4 separate regions of the Mus musculus genome follow, and all the other regions are linked to region 3. The links are chromatin contacts, called in public HiChIP or PLAC-seq and promoter capture Hi-C maps. All regions are on one chromosome and are shown on one strand. Each heading gives the region's core, a stretch centred on a gene start, on an enhancer-like site or on the middle of the called end of the contact. The rest is flanking DNA. Distances are from core to core; before and after follow the strand shown.

Region 1 (3,034 bases), core at 24-2,523, 350 kb before region 3:
TATTTGTCTCTGCTCTTTAAGTCATTTAGGATGTGGTGCAGACTCTGAGATCCTCCAATGGACAAGAGAATCTACCTTTCCCACCTCCATTTTTTGAGACATGAGGAATAATTCATCTTTAGATAAGGAGGTTTTTGGCTTTGTTTGTTTGTTTTGGCCTACAAGGTGGGAACAGGTCAGGCCTTCTAGCAGGTTCTTCTTCCCATGAATCCTTACTCTGTAATGAGGCTAACACACAACTTACAGTTTTGTTTTGTTTTTGTTTTTTTGGTTTTTTTTTTTTTTTTTTTTTTTTTTGGTTTTCTGAGATAGGGTTTCTCTGTGTAGCCCTGGCTGTTCTGGAACTCACTTTGTAGACCAGGCTGTCCTCGAACTCAGAAATCCGCCTGCCTCTGCCTCCTGAGTGCTGGGATTAAAGGCGTGTGCCACCACGCAATTTACTCTGGTTGGATGATTTATGCCCCATCTAAGGAAACTACTGGGCCTTCTGCCATGCGAGCCTATTGTAGATTTAACCCATTGTACTCGGGCATTCAATGTTTTGAATATTTTTTTTAATCAAACAAACTTTAAGTTTACTGTACACTTGTTTTGACTTATGTACATTAGGTTTAATTTTGACAACAAAAGAGTATATAATGGGTAATGTAAATTGGTTTCTCCTTCCAAGCTTGTCTCTGTACATGTTACATTTGTACTTATCATTAACTTGTACTTCTTAATTATATTTAACAGTTTTCAATAAGTTAGTAACTCGCTCATGAATTATACACACCCCCGTTTTCTTGCTACATAGCCCAAGAACTCTAGGGAATGTTCAGCACTCTTGTCTCTACAGAACCTGGATTAGGAGGGGGAGCCACCACCCGCAGAGACTTTTGCACTTCTCAATAGCCCTCTGGACCAGGTTTAGTTATTAACTTCGTCAAACACATGGAAACAGCTCCGCGAGGTAAGAGTCGACTCTCTCGAGTTTCTCCTATTACGAAATCACTTCGCTCTTCTGAAACGAAGGTCTTGGCTGTGGCTCTATTTTCAAATTTTCCATGCAAAGCGGGCAGCCCTGTAGACGGTGGCGGGAAACGCCAACGGGAACTCGGTTTGAAGTCGGACTCAACGCCACGCCCCCAGCCTCCCCCCCGCCCCGCCCCCCCCACCTCCCCGCAGCCCCGGAGGAGGAAGTGGCGCGGCCACCGAGACGAGGCGGAGGCTGGGCTAGAGCGGCCAAGCCGGCTGAGCAGGGACTGGCGAGGGGCGGGGACTCGGGGCGGAGCCTCGGGAGCGGCGCGGGCTCAGGTGAGCGCTCTTCGGTGGTGCTGTCTGTCTGGTTCCTAGAGCCCTGGTGCGGAAGCTGCGCGAACTGTGGGGGCTCAGGTGGGATATCCTGAGGAGGTCCTGGGGAGATCTGTCCGGAATCTGGCCTCGGGCCGGGCCTGAGGCGCGCAGGGGCTCTGGAAGTGGGGGGGTTGGGGGGGGGAGTCGAGCGCCAACCTCGGGCTGAGACTTGAGGGGCTTGAAGGAAGGGTCCCTGAGCCAGGTTCGAGGCCCGACTCTTCTTGCAGTTCCCCGTGTGACCTTGGACCAGTCTTTCTCTCACCAAGCTTCCCGGACCGCAGCGGTGAAATGGAGGCAGGACGGTCCGCTGAGAGTTGGTACCAGTAGAGGGGTCGGCAAGGAAACCGCAGCCTTCCTCAGTTCTCTTTTCCCCAGGACATTGTTAGTGGACCGCGAGTCATGGGAGTGCATAACAGTTCGAGTGACCTTGGGCGAATCCCTTGTTTTGACGTTCCTCTACTTATGTGATGGACTAACCTCTTCGAATATCCCTGTACTATTTTGGTGTTCCTGATGCAGACAAAAACAAGGTAGTGCCCCTCTCACCACAAGCCTCCCTTTTAGGTATGCGGTAGAGAAAATAGCTTTAGAGGATGGACGAGATCTGAGCCCAAGTTCCCTTTAATTTTTAAAGCACACTTCTATTTGTTTGTCTCTCTTGGTAATTGGAGGAGCGATATAATGCAAGGGTTGGCACGCCTTTCAGCCGAACAACCACCAGTACCTTCAAGGTCTAAAATTAAAGAGCAAATTTAGGAAGCCTGACATCCTCGATGTTTTTATTTGTGTTTCAGTAGCAGGAAAGCAAGATGACTTCCCTGCTCCAAGATTGGAACAGCTGAAGAAATCACAAGACAAAATGAGAACCACAAAGGTCTACAAACTTGTCATCCACAAGAAGGGCTTTGGGGGCAGTGGTCAGTATTGATTGATATTTGGGGATTGTGTAAGTTGGCTGAAGTTATGATGTGCCTTAAAAATTACCCATATCACAAGGGAGACTGGACAGGTAAGAGTGGAGCAGTATCAGAGATCAGGGATGGTTGGAAATGAGAGCACAGGATCTTTTTGAAAAGCATTCTTCACATTCAGAGTTTGTTGGGTTGTATTTTGAATCCAGGTTTTACCATGTTTCCAAGGCTCATTTAGAACTCATTGTGTAGCCCAAGCTGGCTTTGAACCCATTATCCTCCTGCCTGTGTATCTGGAAATACTCTACCACACCTGAGTTAATTTTCCTCCTGCTTTTGTTTGTTTTGTTTTTGTTTTTCTTCTGTGTAGTGAGTGCTTGGCCACAAGTTTACTAGAAAAGGACTCTATGGACTGCATCCAAGTCCTTCCTCCTGGTTTTTTTTTTTTTTTTTTTTTTTTAATGTTCTTTACTTCAGAAATCAGAATTACTGACAAAGTGAGCTGGTTTGGTTTGGTTTTTGAGACAGAGTCTTAGAGCTCATACTGGCTTTGAACTCAGTATGCACTGGAGGCTGATCTTGAGTTACTGCCCTTCCTTCCGTCCTTCATACCCAAGTGTTGGGATTTCAGGCATGTGCTCCCACGTTGTTCTCCGTGGATCTGGATAAAGAACCCATGCTTTGTGCCTATGAGCAAGCACACTATCAAGGAGCAATCACTTCAGACCTCAATGAGTCCTTTTAAACTTTACATTTCATTTTTTGGATGGGCTCTTACTCTATAGCCT
Region 2 (3,272 bases), core at 335-2,834, 280 kb after region 3:
CACAAAGCGAGCACCAGGACCCCATCCTGCTTGAGGGGCAGGCAGGGTAAAACACAGCTCTAGGTGGCCCGTGTATGCATTGCTGCCCCACAATCTTGTACCCACAGCCCACTGGCCTCTTCTGGGGTGGGAGCCCACAGAGATATATTAATTATATTTCTCTCACTAATGGGCTGCTTACTTTATGATGTGGGGACACAAAAGTAAATTTTAAAATCAATTATACAATTACATATGTAGCAATAACAGAGTACACGGCTAATCCCCGCCGGGTCAGAACAGCAACCTTCCAATAATGCAGGTTTCATTAGGGGAAGGGCTGTTATTGCCAAGAATTACAGAAATAATGGGAGTGGGTGTATTCAGCGAGAAGTAACAAATGAGGCTGCTCTGGAGATAAGACGCCGAGCCGGCTGCTCACGAGCACCGTGGAGGCCGAGTACATCGGGGGTCACTAGCGCCGGGGAACAGGAATTAATTTTAGACGCTTCCTGGAGCCCAGAGGGTGGGAGAGTGGGGGCTTCTGTTGAGCCCAGAGGTGGGAGGACCGGTGGGAGCGAAGCAGAAGCCCCTCACTCAGCCACACACACACCCGCCCCTTTCTAGGGCTCTCAGGCTGTAAGCCCCTCCACTACGTATACTGCAGCAGATCAGTCCTTGCTGCCACACGCATTTGTGGTCATTCCTGATCTCAGGGGTCAATGTTAGGTGCAGGGTGGGGAATGTCTCTAATATGTGCCCTGGTCTAGATCCGAGGAGGCCAGGTGAGCCACTGGAAGTGTGCACAGTAGGGATAGGCCTCCGAGACCAGCATGGAGCTCTTCCCAGGTTTAAAGGTGGGCCACCACCTCAGGGATTGTTTCCAGGAGGGGGTTTCAGCAGAGTCCAGTCTGCCAAGCAGGCAGCCAGAGTAGCTGGAAGGGCACTGGCTGTGAGGTGGCGCTCTCCGGAAGGCAGCCCACCTCCACACAGACCTTGTGATGGTCAGGGCAGCAACCATCTTCCCTGATGCCCCGCCCCCGGAAGGAGGAGGGGCTTTGGCAAACAGTAGCAGGTCTCCCAGTGAGCTGGCACCTCCCGTTTGTGCTGAGGGGACTTGAAGCTTGGCCACTTAGAGAATCACCAAGGCCACTACTCAAGGGTCTCTGGGCTGGGACCAGGGCTAGCGGAACCAGCCTGCTCCATATGGTACCCGGAGATCAAGCTGCTGGGTCTCTAGTGAGACATCTTCCCCCGTAATTGGAGCAGGACTGAGGCTAGGACCTTTTGCTACAGGGTCCTTAAACCAGCTCCTAAAGGGTTTCCGGCAACACAGAGAACCGTGGCCAGAAGCAAGGGCCACATTGCTGCCTTGTCCTCAGAAGCTCACACACATCCTCAAGTCATCCCCCTGTAAGTGAGGGGTGAAACTAGAAGACCTAAGTAAAGCCAGGGCAGCTTGGGGAGACTTACTCTCTCCCAGCCTCAGAGGCTGCTGCAGGCATCCCAGATTGCCCCCATCCCCCCTCACATACACACCAGTGGCTGCGGCAGGTGGGTGGCTCGAGACAGGACAGAAAGAACCGCCCAAGTGCTTCAGAGTCCTAAGTGATTACGAGAGGCCACCGGGTTACCATGCATGTAAATGAAGCCAAGACAGCCCATGGATCAGGCCTTTTCTTCCAGGCGCCAGCAAAGAGACTCTGATAAGGGGATCTTTGTAATTACACGGAGCTACACTGGTCAATTCTGACTTTTAAATACTGTAGGGCCCGAGAAAGGAGAAGAAAGCCGGAACACATGTTCTCTGGGGCAATAGCTTCAGCTCCTTTTGAATTTGCCGTCTTGCCGCAGAGCCCGCAGCCACGGCCGCCCGCCTCCTTTGTGAGCGCTATCGCTCCATCACAGCGCAAGATCATTTCCAAATTAAATTTTATGGTCCATTACTTACTGCACCGACACTGGTCTAATGGAATCTTAAGTGGAACTGACTGGACCTGCGTGGGGCCGGCCTCTCAGTTAAGATGTTATTTAGTTCTAATTATCAGATAATGAACTCGGGAAATTTAATTTTTAATATTTGTATGTCAAAAGTCCATCGGGTTTTGGTTAGAGTTTAAATTAGAAGTTAACCTGGGTTGAGCACCAGTCTCAGGACTTGCTTTTCTGAGGACGGAGGCCACACAAAGCCCCTACTGTGGGCTGCCTGTTTCCAGATGCTGGACCTAATGTCCCCAAGGGAACCCAGCAGGAAGCATTCCAAACCCACACCCTGGCTCTGGCCTGCTTCAGGGCAGCATGGTGCAAGGCAGACCAGGGACTTGAGAGCTCAGGGCCAGGTATCTATCTGCAGGCATGTTAGAAGGAGCCATCACCCAGATCTATGGCCCTGTGCTAGCGTCACAAGTGCCCTGGTTTGCACAGGGGCCTGCCTCCTGTGTCCCCCAGCTGACAGAGAGGCAGCGTGTCTGGGTGGGAAACATCTTTGGGAGGACATTATTTGGTCGCCGGAGGCCAGCCAAGTCTCTGGTTTGATTAACTTTATATTCACGCAGACACTCATGGAGCAGGCTTGTTAGCTTGGGTACATCCAAGAATCTTTGGCAAAGCCAGGCTCTGTGCTCTACCCCACTATGGCCTAGACCCAAAGTTGAATGCTCCAACTGCCCCAGGGGGCTCACTGGTCCTTCTTCAGTGCAATCAACCCCCAGGGTTTGAGGCCATAGCCACCAGACACACAGAAACTGGAGCAGAAGGGGTGGCAAGAGAGTCTCCTGGAGGTGAAATGGCTGAGGGTACCCTGGAGGATTATGGGATTGGCAGTAGAATTGGAGATGACTAGCTGAGGTGAGAGGCCTCCTCCACGAGCAGGTGGCCCAGTTCCTCCTGTCCCCTCTGTACACATGAGGCTGCCAAGAGGCCAATGGGGAGAGCTGGTTATATCTTCCTCAAGGTTCCCAAAGTTTAAGGGGCAGACTGTCCATCTATTATCTGCTACAGCATAGCAAACACTGTATACCTATCTACATCAAACCAGGATGACTGACAGCCAAACCCCTTAGTCTGACCCTAGGGCAGGGCTCTATGAATGGCAGCCTCCTCTTCGAATCATAGGGCTGGCATCATAGCCGAGTGGGTCACTTTTCAGACCTCAGCGGGACCCATTTGGGCTGAGCTTTCTCCAACATGGTGGAGGGGACCACAGAGGGCTGGAGCTAGGAGAGAGGGAGAGCCACAGTAGGGACCATGATAGAGGTGAGGGTCACTGTGCAGAGGCTGCACAGGTAATGTTA
Region 3 (3,201 bases), core at 15-2,514:
GGAGCCACATCCACTTTGAACACAGAGAGACCGTAACATCCTTCACACTTATGTGGCTAAGACGCCTGGCTGGGTGACTGGTGTCCCCAGCTTTCCCGCAGCTACTGTGCCCTCCAACAGCCACTGGGACAGTGGGTATTTAGCAAGGGCTTCCTGTGTTGGATGTTTCTCAGATGACAGTGACTTGTACTGTGTGCTGTGAAGCCAGCAGGTACTGCTTCCTGCCCTGTAGCCTCCAGGATGAGGCAGAAGGAGGAAAGGTGCCCTTACCCAGCAGAGAGGACCACTGTGCAGGGGGCCGGAACAGGGGGTACTGCTTGGGAAATGCTGTCTGGCTCCACTTGCCAATGAAAGTGATGCTGTATCTAGCCAGAGGCCGGGCTGTACAAACCGATTCTCCCCCCAGCGGCTGGCTCGTGGTGGAGCCTATCATGGCCAGGAGGAAGACCCAAAGAGCTCTGCCCAGGGCAAGACTCACGTTTTCCATCACCTACAGCAGAGGGAGAGAAGAGTTGGCACCTTTAGTCCCAGGGCCCCTGTCCACGGAGCCCCAGGAGAGAACAGAACGAGCTCCCAGAGTGAGATGCCTGCAAACACACCGTTTGGTCCCCAGAATGTCCTTCGAGAGTTTCCCAGATGCCGCCCAGTGAAAAGGGCACCAGGTACGTGGCCGGTTTCACTGCTTGTCTGCAAGAATGTCAGTGTAACTTGTGAACTACAGCCCCCAGGACTGTAGTCCAAGGGACAAAAGGTCAATGGGTTTACAATTATCTCTGTCACACACCTCCTGGCCGCTCTACATTGTGTCCCCTGCACTGTGAAGTGCGCCTGGCTTGTACACTTCATGGACTAGCTGTGCATGGGGCTAGATTAGCAAAGCTGAGGTCATGCCCAGCCCCCAGGGTAGTCTCTGAGTGTTACAGATTGCTGTTCCAGGAGCCCCAGGCCCTCTTGAGATGTGAACAACCACTCACCTGGCAAAAGCGTCAGAGGCAGGCTGCTGGGCTTGTCAGCTGGAGGATTGGTCCCAGAGCTCCCAGATCCTATGTGTGCCCAAGGTTAGTGCCTCTGGCCAGCAGATAGGCCCCAGCTCTTCCTGTCTTCTGCCTCAGTGCCTGGTCCCAGAAAGTGCCAGAAGGGGCTTGAGACAAGGAAGCAAGAGGTTTTCCTGCTGCAGGGGTTCTCTGCTCAACCTTCTCACTAGTTCTGACTGCTGTGACCTGCTCCAAGTTGAGCTCACTCTCCGCCCCCTCGGGCTAACTGCTGCCCTGCCGCACCCCTTTCTTTGTCTTTCCCTCTCCCTTCCCTCTCTCCGCCCTCCTCCCTCCTCTCACAGGCTGTCTCTGGGTGGTGCTGCAAGGGGCTCTGTGTTCAGAGATAGGAGTCTGGGGCCAGAGGCCACATTGGTGCCCTGTCTGAACTTTGCCACAGATGTGGTCGAGATGTGACCCACATTTCTCCACTTGACAAATGTGTGTGTGTGTGTGTGTGTGTGTGTGTGTGTTGGGGTGCTGAGGAGCCCCAGATCTACCAGCTTAGCTGTAAAAGGCTTTGGGGCTCTGGGTTTCAGCCAGCCAGACACCTCTTTCTCATAGGGGTCTGAGGGCCCACTTGGCCAGCCGAAGGAAAGCAGCTCGGGGATTTCAAGCTGCTCCTTGGTCCACCTCCTCCCAGCTTCCAGGCCTCTGGTGTTCCTTTGGACTGGGTAGTAGATTCTGATGTTTACTGCAGTGCAGTGTCAGGGAAATACTCTCAAAACTACTGAGGAAGCCTAAGAACTAAGTAGAAAGAAGAGTGGAGAGAGACGACAAACGCAACCTCTGCCGGGTCCCCCACGTACCAAAATATCCAGGGAGCTGCTCCAAGACACATTCTGGGTTTTGGACCAAGTTAATGTTTCACTGTCAGACAGACAGTGAGAGAGAATAAATAGAATCTGCGAAGCTCAAATGCAAACAAAGAGAATGACTTCACCCTCATTTCAAATAAATAAGGCAGCCACATAGCGGCAACTGTGGACATAGCATTTAGGCACCAGGCCTAGAGACCAAAGACAGACTGCCCCAGAACGTCTCAAGCTGCTGGTGAAAGTCACCAAGAAGCCTAAAGCTTCTGTGGCTGTAGCTACCCGTGTGCAACTCACTTACAATAAGCAAGCTAGCCTGTGTTAACAGCAGTTGCTCAATGGCTTAAGCTGAGCAGCTGTAGGTCGCACATCGAGTAGCGATGTGGCATGGCTTGTCAGCAGTACATATTCCCACCGTGTGGCCAGAGAGAAGATGGTCGAACTGCTGTATCTACTACAGCTCATCCAACCGATGCAGAAGGAAGCCATGACGACAATTAAGCCTGCGTAAACACTAGAACAAGGACTTTCTTCCCCTTTTCAGATAAAGGCGCCCTAAGGCAGCTTAGAAAATCCCACTATGCCTCAACGGACAATGGGCGTAGACAGACGCTCTTATGAAATGGACTTGGCCCTGTGGACCCCGAGGGATCTTTACTGTTGACCTTTCATTCAGAGGCCTGCTCTCCTCTAATTTGCCTTGTGCTCTGTGACTAGCTATGGACCATGCTTGTCATAGGATCCAGGTTTCTCACATCTGGCAAGAGTTCCAGAGCTTCAGGGACCAGGATGCTCACAGTGTTACTGGAGAGGGGATGCAGGAGCCAGTGCTGATTGTGCTATGTGTTTTTGTGTGTGTGTGTGGGGGGGGGGGTCCTTAGAGCAGTCATAGATCTGTACCTAGAGCTAGCCAGGCCAATGTCCACCTACCAGAGCTTAGGCTCCTAGGAAGAGGATACTAAATGACTCCAGCTCAGCCAAGAGTCACTGTGGGCAACTTCAGTCCAGATCCCTATGCCCAGCGTAGCCCCTAAGGCTCACTGTATTCCAAACGACAAGGTAGTCATCAACAGCCCCAGCCCAGGGCAGCAGAAAGCTTCTCTCTCAGCCTCAAGTCCATGAAGTGACTTGGGTAGCCACTGATTTGGCAATGAGAACAAGCCAAAGCCAGACACCTCCAAACAGAGTGGCCACCGCCAAGCCAGGGTTGCCCCAGGAGGGCTGGGCAGGAGGCTAGCCAGGCAAGAAATTCCTTTAGTGGTGGCAGTGTCCCCTAAAAAGGAAAATCCCTGAGCATGTTCATGGACATGATGGGACACGGGGAGGACTTGGCCACAGTGTAACAATGGTTCTTT
Region 4 (3,064 bases), core at 393-2,892, 410 kb after region 3:
CCCACACCCATGAAACAAGTGTTTTAATTTAAAAAGGAAAAAAAAAAAAAGGATTGTTCAGCATCTTCTGTCTCAAGAGTAGCAACTAAAATTCTCTCTTTTACGGTTGCCAAATCCAACCTAGGGGAAGATCTGAAAGGCCATGTGACTTGGTATGGCTCCAGTCCAAGCCACAAGCTCACACACCAGAGGAAAAAGTTCCAGAACCAAGATCTAAGCTCCAGGGACAGCAAGCAGAATCATTTATCAGGCCATGAGAAGGGACCGGGCTTGCTATGCTCACTAAACAAAGAGACGTAAAGAGGAGAACAGGTGCCAGAGGAGTCATCAGAAAGAACGACCAACCACTAACCAAAACAGCAAAGTCCATCTACTCTTCCTAATCAATTTCAATTTCCACCTTGGCGTAATATTCAGAATTTGGAAAAACTATCCTCGGTCCTACCTTGTTCTGAGATGCTGAACTTCCCTTCCAAGACCCACTTTCCTAAGATGACCAAATATGTATTTGAAGCAGCAGCATCAGTGAGCACAAGTCAAATTTCTTAATGTAAAAACTAAAGTACACCTTTCAAGTCAAACTAGTCCATCTTCAAAATTCTCAGAGCTGAAACATCATTATAAACTTAAGTAGTGGGGCTGGAGGGTTAGAATAAGCTTAGATTCATACTTAAAGATATATCTAATGATTAAATACCTTGAAGTGCAAAAAATTAAAGTGATTTTAATTTGGAGTGATAGATCACAGATCTGTAATTAAGACTAATGTACAAAGGCAATAGCATTCGGAGCGGTAAAATACATTGTGAACATCGCACATCCCATCCTCCACACAGGAAGTCTTAAAGGGACTTACACACCCTCAGTCTACGCAGGAAAGTGGCTTCGGAATAGACTTCCAAGTCACCTTCCACAGGTCGTTGGGGAGGATCTGCTCTTGGGATTCCCTTAAGGGACCATCATATCTCGTCAAACTTCCTGCTTCCTGAATACAAAATAACAATCACTGAGTCTCAACAACAGCGGGTTCACGGGCCCACGGACTCAGCATGGCGACAACAGGTCTCAAAGTCGACATGAAAAGTGATTCAACAAGTGGCAGCGCGCCCCAGGCGCAGCGGGCAGGCCTTACCGCCTGGCGTGCAGGAGCGCGCACAACAGAATGCTTGGGGCCTGGCCTAATTGGAGGGGTCCCCGGACTCGCCACGAGTTCGGGGAGCTGGGGCCCAGGGGACTCTAGGGAGCTGGGGCCCAGGGTTCTTTCAGATGCTGGGTCCCCGAGGACCTTAGGATGTCGGGGACACGGGACACGAGGACAGTGCTGGGCCCGGGGCGCGCGGGGACCTTAAGGTGCTGAGACGCCGGCTGGCCCTAGAGGGTGTTCCGCGCGCTGTGCCGATGCACCCGGCTCTCGACGTGCGGCTGCGCGGCGCCGGCCGACGTACGGAGACTCCGGGATCGCAGCGCAAGGACACGGCGTTGCGGTGGCTGGAGCTCTTAGCGATGAGCAGGCGAACGACGGCGCAGAGCACTCTCCGCGAGGCGAGTGAGCACCGAGCTCCGTAGCTGGGGCAGGGCGCCGGCCGCGCAGGCCGCGCTCCGCGCATGGGGACGGTGAGCCTCAGTCACCGCGGAACAAAACCGCAGCCGACGCCCCGCCCCCTCCGGACGCCCTCATTGGTCGCCGCGCCGCTACCACCGCCCCGAGCCGTCAGCCGTCCGCTCGCGCACCCGCCCGCGGAAGCCGCCGCAAGCAATCAACCCTCAGCCGCACCGCTAGGCGGGCGACGTCACTGCCCGGCGTGTTGTGGGTGTGGCCTCGTGACGCCCCGCCCCCGTTTCCTCTCACTTCCCTCCTACGGGTACCGTGCGCCGCTGCTGGCCCCGCCCCCCTGTGCGAGCTGGCCCGCGCCGGGTGTGACGTTAACCTTCGGGTGTCCGCGGGGCATCGAAGGCCGGTAGTGGTACCTATAGGCTCCCGGATTCCAAAGTCCGATGTGACCACCTTCATCTCCCTGCCTTTTTTCTTTTTCTTTCTTTCTTTTATAGCAAAATCTCAGTATGAAGCTCGGACTGTAGACAAGGATGGCTTCGAACTCCTAGAGATCCTTCTGCCTCTGTCTTCCGAGCCCTGGAATTAAAGACAGGCGCCACCAATGCCCAGCTTCTCCTGTCCTTTGCTGGTAATGTGCCTTTGGGCAGGACCCTTCCCTTTGGGAGTCTCATTTCTGGACCTACCGTGTGACTGGAAGGCACTTTTGTGCATTGGGTACCGGTGCTGTGAAGGAAAGCTGCTCTGCAGGTGGGTGTGACTGGGGTGGAGCACTTCTCAGGGTGCTAGAGGCCAGGCGCAGCAAAATGAAACCGCCTGCCGACTTGGCTAGGAATAGGCTGCAATTTCACAAGCCTGTAATCCCTAGACAACCTTGTTCCCAAACAACAAAAAGTAATTTTAAAAAATGTTGCAGGGTTAGGTACAGCTACTTGATGTAGAAAATGGAATAGTTCTCATCTGGAATAAGACCTAAAAAGGAAGACATTAGAAAGCCACTGGGTATTCCTGGGGCACACCAGAAGTCTGGGCCCTGGCCACCACGTTATGGGTCTGGTAAATCCAGTTCTGTACAGGCTCAGAGGCCCAGCCAAGGGAGGCCAAGATCAACTAGAATGAGTGCCCTCACCTGCTGCATCACCTGCGACAGACCTTTCATTTCCTCCTCCAGGTTTCTTGAGGACAGGGGACTTGCGACCTGGATCACAGCAGGCAGGAGCCAGATAAGGACTGAGACATCTGGCAGGCACCTGTGCCTAAGAGGAACTCTGCCCAGAACAGTCCTCAACCACACTCTCCCTGGGCAGATCTGGACCAATGGTGGCCTTCTCAAATCACCACGGTCACCTTGTGTTTCCCAAGCCCTGCAGCTGATTAAGTTACATACGCCACACAGCTCAGCTGTATTTGAGTAATTCCTAAAGGCTTTCAGTGTGTGCCCTTTTAGGGTAATTTTCAGGGAGTTGATGAATTCACATAAAACCAGAAAGTATTTCAAACTCTCCCACAGAT

What was found. Promoter capture Hi-C pulls out the DNA fragments that hold promoters and counts their contacts. HiChIP or PLAC-seq counts read pairs in DNA pulled down with a chosen protein or histone mark.
Region 1: a contact with region 3 is called in a promoter capture Hi-C map of liver, with 2.8 times the contacts expected there. The contact joins the promoter of Depdc5 here to the promoter of Spon2 in region 3. A contact is called at or near these places in 4 of 39 promoter capture datasets (hippocampal neurons, liver and stem cell-derived epiblast-like cells) and 1 of 9 other capture datasets (pancreatic islet).
Region 2: an H3K27ac HiChIP or PLAC-seq map of embryonic stem cells shows a contact between it and region 3, with 5 read pairs. The contact joins the enhancer-like site here to the promoter of Spon2 in region 3. A contact is called at or near these places in 2 of 39 promoter capture datasets (pre-B cells and trophoblast stem cells), 1 of 15 datasets of contacts at CTCF or cohesin (pro-B cells), 3 of 484 Hi-C or Micro-C datasets (Th1 cells, macrophages and nephron progenitors), 2 of 115 datasets of contacts at active chromatin or transcription factors (bone marrow-derived macrophages and embryonic stem cells) and 2 of 9 other capture datasets (adipose tissue and liver).
Region 4: a CTCF HiChIP or PLAC-seq map of the NIH/3T3 cell line shows a contact between it and region 3, with 6 read pairs. The contact joins the promoter of Fam53a here to the promoter of Spon2 in region 3. A contact is called at or near these places in 3 of 39 promoter capture datasets (3T3-L1-derived adipocytes, embryonic stem cells and stem cell-derived epiblast-like cells), 1 of 15 datasets of contacts at CTCF or cohesin (the NIH/3T3 cell line), 3 of 115 datasets of contacts at active chromatin or transcription factors (T-cell acute lymphoblastic leukemia, acute myeloid leukemia and embryonic stem cells) and 1 of 9 other capture datasets (embryonic stem cells).

What each region holds. Positions count from the first base shown.
Region 1 is chr5:32,862,448-32,865,481 of GRCm38.p6, forward strand. It overlaps Depdc5 (DEP domain containing 5), which reads left to right and starts at 1,274. Exons shown (of 43, transcript NM_001170567.1): 1 at 1,274-1,374; 2 at 2,130-2,252. The coding sequence starts at 2,195.
Region 2 is chr5:33,500,382-33,503,653 of GRCm38.p6, forward strand. No RefSeq gene overlaps it. Among named protein-coding and RNA genes, the nearest start is that of Nkx1-1, 68 kb to the left of the region's middle. Within about 2 kb of position 1,585, at least 13 of the 459 cell types and tissues checked have an H3K27ac peak or open chromatin away from gene starts, as enhancers often do. A contact at or near this core is called in embryonic stem cells, where this site is marked.
Region 3 is chr5:33,216,974-33,220,174 of GRCm38.p6, forward strand. Spon2 (spondin 2, extracellular matrix protein) reads right to left here and starts at 1,265. Exons shown (of 6, transcript NM_133903.3): 1 at 975-1,265; 2 at 271-490. The coding sequence starts at 487.
Region 4 is chr5:33,627,993-33,631,056 of GRCm38.p6, forward strand. It overlaps Fam53a (family with sequence similarity 53, member A), which reads right to left and starts at 1,643. Exons shown (of 6, transcript NM_178390.3): 1 at 1,345-1,643; 2 at 861-985. It also overlaps Gm9903.